3 separate regions of the Mus musculus genome follow, and all the other regions are linked to region 1. A link is a contact called in public HiChIP or PLAC-seq data. All regions are on one chromosome and are shown on one strand. The core of a region is the stretch at or near the end of the contact, and the rest is flanking DNA. Distances in the headings are between cores, read along the strand shown. Region 1 holds the start of Hnrnpa0 (heterogeneous nuclear ribonucleoprotein A0). Region 2 overlaps Gm40966 (a long non-coding RNA gene). Region 3 has its middle 30 kb from the start of Gm38494.

Evidence for each region. HiChIP or PLAC-seq counts read pairs in DNA pulled down with a chosen protein or histone mark.
Region 2: an H3K27ac HiChIP or PLAC-seq map of embryonic stem cells shows a contact between it and region 1, with 22 times the contacts expected there. The contact joins the enhancer-like site here to the promoter of Hnrnpa0 in region 1. A contact is called at or near these places in 1 of 39 promoter capture datasets (pre-B cells), 2 of 484 Hi-C or Micro-C datasets (both in embryonic stem cells) and 8 of 115 datasets of contacts at active chromatin or transcription factors (effector CD8 T cells, embryonic stem cells, memory CD8 T cells and 1 more).
Region 3: a contact with region 1 is called in an H3K4me3 HiChIP or PLAC-seq map of bone marrow-derived macrophages, with 3 times the contacts expected there. The contact joins the enhancer-like site here to the promoter of Hnrnpa0 in region 1. A contact is called at or near these places in 5 of 39 promoter capture datasets (the C10 cell line, erythroid cells, hematopoietic stem and progenitor cells and 2 more), 1 of 484 Hi-C or Micro-C datasets (bone marrow-derived macrophages), 11 of 115 datasets of contacts at active chromatin or transcription factors (the 230-238 cell line, the SCID.adh cell line, bone marrow-derived macrophages and 5 more) and 1 of 9 other capture datasets (embryonic stem cells).

What each region holds. Positions count from the first base shown.
Region 1 is chr13:58,127,039-58,129,850 of GRCm38.p6, reverse strand. Hnrnpa0 (heterogeneous nuclear ribonucleoprotein A0) reads left to right here and starts at 1,295. Exons shown (of 1, transcript NM_029872.1): 1 at 1,295-2,812. The coding sequence starts at 1,538. The coding sequence ends at 2,455.
Region 2 is chr13:58,470,309-58,473,186 of GRCm38.p6, reverse strand. Gm40966 (a long non-coding RNA gene) reads left to right here. Exons shown (of 3, transcript XR_873533.2): 3 at 2,046-2,559. Among named protein-coding and RNA genes, the nearest start is that of Gm40966, 5.7 kb to the left of the region's middle. Within about 2 kb of position 1,261, at least 66 of the 459 cell types and tissues checked have an H3K27ac peak or open chromatin away from gene starts, as enhancers often do. A contact at or near this core is called in effector CD8 T cells and embryonic stem cells, where this site is marked.
Region 3 is chr13:58,515,239-58,517,988 of GRCm38.p6, reverse strand. No RefSeq gene overlaps it. Among named protein-coding and RNA genes, the nearest start is that of Gm38494, 30 kb to the left of the region's middle. Within about 2 kb of position 1,483, at least 23 of the 459 cell types and tissues checked have an H3K27ac peak or open chromatin away from gene starts, as enhancers often do. A contact at or near this core is called in bone marrow-derived macrophages, where this site is marked.

The DNA of each region.
Region 1 (2,812 bases), core at 46-2,545:
GAAATTGAGATCTTATCCGTGAACACTAAGCACAGTCCCTGACAGTTTTTTTTTAAAATCTAGTTATATGGATAAAGTTGGCAAAATGGCTGTTCATATTCACGAAGCTGGCAGCCCAGTAGAAGCTGCTGGCTGCAGGTCACAGGGGTGCACCAGATGAGGGAGATGAGAAGTAACGGGACAGAATGGGGATAGGACGTGTCGGGGGACACTGCTCCAACTCTAGTTAAGTCCCCTGGGTTTAATTCCCAAACCACAGTTGGGATGGCGGTGAGAAGGCAATAAAAATAGGAAATCTCATAGGGCATGCTTATAATCTAGTGCTTGGGAGTTCGAGGTCAGCCTGGCTCAAGGCTAGCAGTGTAAGGATGGGGCCGAATAAATCCTGCGTGGCTCGCAAGGAACATGTCCGCAGGAGCTCGCTGCTGAGTTCACAGGGCGGAGCATCGCCAGCGGCTACCGCAGGCCTGGCTCGGGCCTGGTCTGGGTTACCCGGTCTCAAGGGCTTTGGTGGTGTTCCCTCTCATGGGCTTGCTTCGGCGGGCAGAGTGGCACGGGGCAAGAGTCGCATTGGATTAATGGAGCCACCAGCCCACCGTAAACGGCCAATAACCGCCTTGGGGTCAGGCCGAGGCCCTCCATCTTTGTGCCGCCCCTAGGGGAGCCGACGCCGGGTGCGGGCCGGCCCCCAACAGTCAAGTTTTTAAAAAGTCCGCGCGGGGGCCACCCGGGCTGATCCGTTGGGAACGGCCAGAATTCCCGCGAGGACGAAGCGTGCGGGCGACAGAGGGTTCCGCACGGGAGGCGCCGGGCCAGTGCTCGAGAGGAGCGCGCCCGTCCCGCGGCAGCGGAAAACGGAAGTGGGTCTGAGGAGCAGCCGCTGATTGGCCGGCAGGTCACGTCCCTCAAGGGGCTGGCGCGAACGCCACTGCGGAGCTGGGCCTGGGCATCCGGCGAGGGGAGGGAGGGAGGGACGACTGCGGGAACAGCCGCGCGGTCGCCAGGAAACGCTCCACGGAGACGCGCGGAGGGCTCTGGCGGGCGGTCTCCCGGGCCCCGCGGCCCCGCGGCCCCGCGTCGAGTGCGAGCGCGGAGGCGGAAGGAGCGGCGGTCGCCGAGGAGCCCCAGGCCCGGACCGGGGTGGTGGGGAAACCGCGGAGGGCGGGGAGGCCGCGACCGAGAGCGGCGCTGCGGCGCGGTGGGCGGGACCAAGGCGAGCGGCCAGGCGATTGGCCGGCGTCCCGGCGTCGCTTGTGACGCACCGCGCGGGGAGGGTGCGCGCGCCTTCAGCGGCCTCTTTGTGTGGTGTCCCGATAGGGGAGCGGAGGTGGCGGCCGCGGCGGCCCCGGTCGGGTTCCAGCGTCCTCGGCTCGCCCTCGGGCCGGCAGCGCGCCCCTTCCCTCCCCCTCCCGCCCCTTCCCCGCCGGCGGTGGCGGCGGCGGCCGGGCCCGGGCTCGGACGAGGCCTCGGCGACCGCTAACGGGCGACGGCGACGCGGCGGAGCGCGCAGGGCGGGGGCAGGGCCCGGGCGGCCGACATGGAGAACTCGCAGCTCTGTAAGCTGTTCATCGGCGGCCTCAATGTGCAGACGAGTGAGTCGGGGCTGCGCGGCCACTTCGAGGCCTTCGGGACGCTGACGGACTGCGTGGTGGTGGTGAACCCCCAGACGAAGCGCTCCCGCTGCTTCGGCTTCGTGACCTACTCGAACGTGGAGGAGGCGGATGCCGCCATGGCCGCGTCGCCGCACGCGGTGGACGGCAACACGGTGGAGCTGAAGCGCGCCGTGTCGCGGGAGGATTCGGCGCGGCCCGGGGCGCACGCCAAGGTGAAGAAGCTGTTCGTGGGCGGCCTCAAGGGCGACGTGGCGGAGGGCGACCTGATCGAGCACTTCTCGCAGTTCGGCGCGGTGGAGAAGGCGGAGATCATTGCCGACAAGCAGTCGGGCAAGAAGCGCGGCTTCGGCTTCGTCTACTTCCAGAGCCACGACGCGGCCGACAAGGCCGCGGTGGTCAAGTTCCACCCGATCCAGGGCCACCGCGTGGAGGTGAAGAAGGCGGTGCCCAAGGAGGATATCCACGCGGGCGGCGGGGGTGCGCGGGCGGCCCGGGGCGGGCGCGGCGGAGGCCGGGGCCGCGGCGGCGGAGGCGGCGGCGGCGGCCGAGACCAGAACGGGCTGGCCAAGGGCGGCGGTGGCGGCGGCGGCGGCTACAACAGCTACGGCGGCTACGGGGGCTACGGCGCCTACGGGGGCGGTGGCGGCGGCGGCGGCTCATACGGCGGCAGCGACTACGGCAACGGCTTCGGCGGCTTCGGCAGCTACAGCCAGCACCAGTCCTCGTACGGGCCGATGAAGAGCGGCGGAGGCGGCGGCGGCGGCGGCAGCTGGGGCGGCCGCAGCAACAGTGGACCGTACAGAGGCGGCTACGGCGGCGGCTACGGCGGAGGCTCGTTCTAGAAGCCGGGTTCCGGATGCCGGCGGCGGGCGCGGCCATCGTCGCCCTCCGCGCCCGCCCCAGGTGCCCTCGGGGGAAGCCGCTCACCCTGGGGGGCACGACACCCCCCGCTTGCCTGCCCGTTACCCCCCCTGAAGGTGGACTCGGCCCCACACACACACATTTTTGTGTTACAGTCATTGATGGACTCTATTTTTTTATTATTACTTGGACCTTGGTCGTTTTTATACTAGCAAAAAAATGTCTTGTTTTAATTTGTGTTTTTTGGGGGGGCGGGTGGGCGGGCGGGAGTGAACTTGCTGATTCTGTAGCAACACCTGGGTGGGGGTTGGGCGGGAGGGTAGTTTACTTTGTTGTAA
Region 2 (2,878 bases), core at 12-2,511, 340 kb before region 1:
GGTGTGGATGGCCTCAAGGCCCACTCAGATCATCTCCCCCATCAAAATCCTAACTTGTCACACCTGTAAGTCCCTTACTTCTTAGAGGACAACCTACGGTTCAGGCATTAGACCAACCAATGTGGACGGGAGAAGGGTCCTTTCTTAGCCTTCTGTACTACGTGTGAATTAAATCTCAACAAAGCCTCTTTCCCAATTGGAAAAAAAATGTAAATAAATAAAAATATACACAAAACATATTTGTGTTATAAACTTTCAAGAGACAGTGAAAGATGGCAAATGATTTGCCTATAAATTTTGCTATCTTGATTTGAATAAACCAACAACAAAAGGACATTTTGGAGACAAAGAAAGCCGACATGGGCTGGGTTTGTAAATAACCCTGAGAACTTATTTTTGAGGTAGGAGTACAGAGGGTAGGGTGTTTAGATCCTCTTGGCTAGAATGTCTGCAGGACCTGCTGTCTGTGGTAGCCTTCAGATTCTGGCAAAGGAGGGAGATCATGCTGAATAGGGTCTGGAAGTGAGCCAGCGGTGTGCCAGCGGTGAGCCAGTGGTGAGCCAGCGGGCACAGGCAGGACTGGCCAGGCTGGAGAAGGTTCATCTCTTCATTCTTATAGATTTGAACTTTGTGTGTGTGTGTGTGTGTGTGTGTGTGCGCGCGCGCGCGCGCGCGCGTGCATATGAGCAAATACATTACATTTATGGAAACAAGTTTAATTTTCTGAATTCTGAAAAACATTTATATGTTAGCTTTAAGAAAATACAAGATCTTCCCTGATATTTTCATAACACAATTCTAACATTTAAAAAGTTTTTTTTAAAGGACTTTTAGAAATGCACTCAGTTTCCCTCTGGTCTTACCCCAAATCTCTTCAATTAACGCCATTTTCTGTATGCATGACATAGCGGGGTGGTGAGGCTTTTCCCTAAAGAAATTGATTTTTCCCCCCAAAGAGTAGATAAATAAGGGCTTTCAAATGTCTCATTTCCAAAAGTACTCCGGGCTCTCGCTCTCTCTTCAGCATTTTTTAAAGCGCTTTTAGAAAGCGCAATCTTGAGATTGAATCAGCCGCTGCACCTGCAGCCCCGGCTTCAAGTGCCCCACTGTTTAGGAAGAAGCCCCGCACACTTGCCCTTTGTATCGCTTTTGTTTCCAAAAGAAAAAGTCAAATCTACCGCAGTCTTCCTCTAAACGGAAAATAAAAGGCTTGAGGGCAGCCACAGAACAGGGCAGGGCGGAAGGGGACCTTTGGCGGAGCAGACACCGGCGGTTAGCATCTATGGCTGCGGTCAGGCAAGAACTTGGCTGTGAGCGCCTGAAGAGGAGTTGTCTGAACCCGAAGAAGGTTCGCGGGCTGGGGTGTGCAGCTCTTTCGCAGCCAAGGATTCACAACGTCCTTCCAAATCCCCAGACCTACCCCACAAGTGGAAGAGTTGCTTATTTTGAATTTGGTCTGACTCTTTTGTTATCTATTGAGGTTGTAAAGACTTGTAAATGTACACATTTTCAAAGAGCCCGGGGAGGTGTCTACGAAACAAGGCTTTCTGAGTCTCAAACCTAGTGCTCCCCCACACAGAAACAGACGCCCGTGGCGCTTTCTTTTTATATCTTTTGGTAGTTTTGGTTCGTTTGGTTTCATTTTTTTTTTAATTGTGTATGCGTGTGAGTGTGGACATGTCAAGTCCCCTGGTGCTCATGTGGAGGTCAGAGCACACCTTCCAGCTATTAGTTGACTTTGAGTATCACTATAGTTATCTTGTCTTCTTTTTTTTCTTATGTTATAGATTATCATTTTATTTAAGAGAAAATTCAAGATTCAACCCACTTAAAAAGAAACAAACAAACAAAAAAAAATTCGCCCGCTTGTAGAAAGACTCCTGGCATCACCACTGGCCTTTAGGATACCAATGCAATACATTCCAGAGACTAGCCTTTTTTTTTTTTTTTTTTTTTTTTCCTGTAAGTGTCTTAGCTCCACATTGTGAACATTAGAGAAGATCAACAATCCAGACTTAAATCGAATAGCTTTGCTTGCATTGCAGATGCTGCGTCCCTTCTTCAGTGGCTTGGCAATCAGCGGCCGGGTACTGCTCTGAAGAATTCAATCAAATTGGCATTGAAGACCTGTCAGTCATCACCATTAGGAACGCGGAAGCTGCAAAAGTGGAGCTGGGGGAGGGGGGGGGGGCCGGCTGGCTGTCAGTGTAGCTTTCTCAAATTAGCCTAAGCTTCTTCAGTGCTACCTTTTCTGGGCCACACAACTTTCTTCGTGGCTTTCAGGGTCAATCTCTAGTGACCCACTTTCTCCTCCGAGGTGGTGCCTCCTCAAAGTTCCTCAGCGTTCTGAAACCACCAGGTGGGAAATGCAGTTCAGAGGTTTATAAAGTCCGCTGTGGGCATGGCGGAAAGCATGGCAGGACTCCGACAGTCGTGGTGCTGAGGAGCCAGCTGAGAGTTCTACATCTGGATCCACAGGCAGCAGGAAGAGAGCACCTCTTTGTGTTTATTCAAGTGTTAAGTCTATGTATTTCCCAATACAGATATAAACTACTTGTTTTTAAAGATTTGTTTATTTCCTGTATGTGAGTACACTGTAGCTGTCTTCAGATACACCAGAAGAGAGTGTCAGATCACACTGCAGATGGTTGTAAGCCACCATGTGGTTGCTGGGAATTGAACTCAGGACCTATGGAAGAGCAGTCAGTGCTCTTAACCACTAAGCCATCTCTCTATCGCTATTTTACTTTTTCTAAGTGATTCACGCAGGTGAACATTTGAGCTACCTCCAGAGTTGTGCAATTCCCAGTCAAAGCTATACTAAACTTGCACTCTCAAACTTTCCTTGAAAAGACATCTCACCAGGCTGCCTGCCATA
Region 3 (2,750 bases), core at 234-2,733, 390 kb before region 1:
TGGTTTTGGTATTTTACATTTCTTTATTTAGTTTGTAATAAAGGAGGGTGCGGCATACGTGTGAAGGTCAGAGGTCAACTGGACAGCTGGAGTCAGTTCTCTCTACCACGGTGTTCTGAGGATTAATTCATGTCATCTGACTTAGCGTCGGGTCAAAATATGTCCTATCTGCTTAGGGGTTTCTAATTTTAGTTTTTAAATATAAGGAAGATGGCCAGCAATGCTTCTATTTATTATGAAGAGCCACTATCTGCCTCACTTATAATTTATAATGCATTACCATGCTGTTCCCAAACAGATATTGGATGTGGGTACGCATGGTTGGAGTGGTCATATGAAATGAAGATTATAACCCAGGAGAACATTAGAATGTTTTATATTCATGATCCCACTGAGCCAGAAACTGAAGTCTGTGCAGGCAGGCTGCCCTACAGAGGCAGGGGAGAGAAGGATAAGAGACTAATAGGCTACAGAAGAGAGATTTAGCAAGGAACTGGGAAGAGAGAACAAAAACCCTTGGCCAGAGAATGTCAGAAAATCACTCCTGAGGCTGCCAGTCAAATACCCAGAGTCCATACATGTCAAGTCAGATGGATTCAAATCCTGTTCCCACACTCACTAGATGTGTGACCACAGGCAGTAATTTCACTAAGCCCCTGATATCAGGACAGTGATTGTACTTGCTAGGTGAAGCGATAGCATGTCCAGAACTAGGGTTGTTTTATTTTGTTTTGTTTTGTTTTTGGAATGATTAAAAGCATCACGGGCTACTTGTGCATTCTAGGTTCTGCCGCTGAGCTACATTCCAGGACATTTATATGCAGACATAAAATATATACATATATCTCAAATACACATCCATTCCAAGCGTAAAATCAGTAAATTCTATACACTTTAGCCAACAATAGCATTTTCTCAAGCTAGTCTGAGGATTTTAGTTAAAATTCAAACCACATCTTATCGAGTCTGTCTCATAGTTAAGCTGGTCTTGTAACTTACTATCATATAAAAAACTGCCCCCAAAGCTTAATGAGGTGATCAACCAAGTTGCTGGGAGGTGATGGGTCAGCTCAGTGGTTCTTGCTTGGAGCACGTTAGATTCAAGACCAAATGCAACTGGACCCATGTCATCTGCAGGATTAACGCACACGCCTAGTGACTATACTTAAACACACAGTGGCTTCCTGCTTATCAGCCTTCAAAAGGTCTCTCCTTATGGGAAGACTGGGACAAAACGAGCCAGTTGGAAACAGCAGGCAGGGTGCCGATAACATGGTGCACTCAAGGTAGACTAGCTGTTGTATAGTCTCTGCATTCCCCAAAACCATATTCAAAGAGTCAACAGAGGCTACAAAGCTGCTTGTGATGTGGAAGCACAATGATGTCATTTCTGTCCTGTCAGTCAGGGCTAGTCACAGTCCAGCCTGTGACAGATTAGATAAGGAAGTGAAATGGGTCATACTTGTCAGGGGGAATGGCATGTGTAAGTAAAGAGGAAACAGCTTACAGATGCTCTGTCAGAGGTCCCACATGTGTCACACAACCCTCTCTAACTCCAGCCTCAGAGGATCTGATGCCCTCTTCTGGCCTCCTCGGGCAGTGCACTTCCGTTCCTTCCTCCTATCTCCTTCGAAAGCATAAAAGACAGCGCAGACAATGAAGGTAGTAGGTCCTGAGTAAAATACCCTAGGTGATTGTCTTAAATATCTTATTCATTTATTCTTATTTTACGTGTATGGGTGTTTTGCCTGCAGGTATGTCTGGGCACCACATGCGTTCAGTGCCCGAGGAGGCCAGAAGAGGGTGTCAGATCCTCTGAGGCTGGCGTTACAACAGAGGGTTGAGTGACACCACGTGAGTCCTCTGCCAGAGCGTCCAGGGCTCTTAACCTCCAAGCAGTCTCTCCTGCTCCTGTATTCAAATTTCAAACATCATTGTTCTACAAATAATATTCGTTAATTTTTTTTTGCAAATTAGTATATAAACCTAAGTAAATAAAATAAATGAATCCCCACCATGCTGGGCTGGGTACCAATGACGGTCCTCTCTGCCTGATTGGCAGACACCGCTGTTCAGTTTTCTCTCCTTTGACTAGTAACTTGGCTCAGGGAAGTTAATCAAGTGAGCCGAGGAGTCAGGAGCCTGCTCCCAGATGTCACAGCAGACCCGGGGCTTAGATAGTAAGTGGGCTGGAGGAGACAGATTATTTGAGCAGATGCCACATTCAAGTTGTAGATGGGAGCAACTGCTGTCCTATTTGCTCAGGTGATTGACAGTCATAAATGGAGCAGCCCGCATTGAGACTCAGCCCCAGGACACTAACACCAGTGATGATAGCTAATCAGATATGGAAGGTGACACTGTGTCTCTAATTTTACAGGATGAAAGCCGCGCGTTCCTCCCCACCACAGTTTACTCCAGATCTTCAAGGGCCCATGGCCTCATTCCTATTCCCGATATCAAAAAGAGCAAAACAGAACAGCAGGCAGGCCTTACTCAGTTCCCTGTGTCACATATCCCAAAGGCCCAGGCTTCACTAGCTTAAAATCACAAAATAAAGTTACAATCCTCCCCAGTTATTACTTTTAAGAGGTTTATTTACTTTCATTTTAGGTTCATCTATTTCTTGCATCGTGTATGTGTCCCACATGCATTTCCAATGCCTATAGAAGCCAGAACATATGGCGTGCCACCATATGGGTGCCAGGAGCCAATCCCAGGTCCTCTGGAAGAGCAGCCAGTGCTCTTAA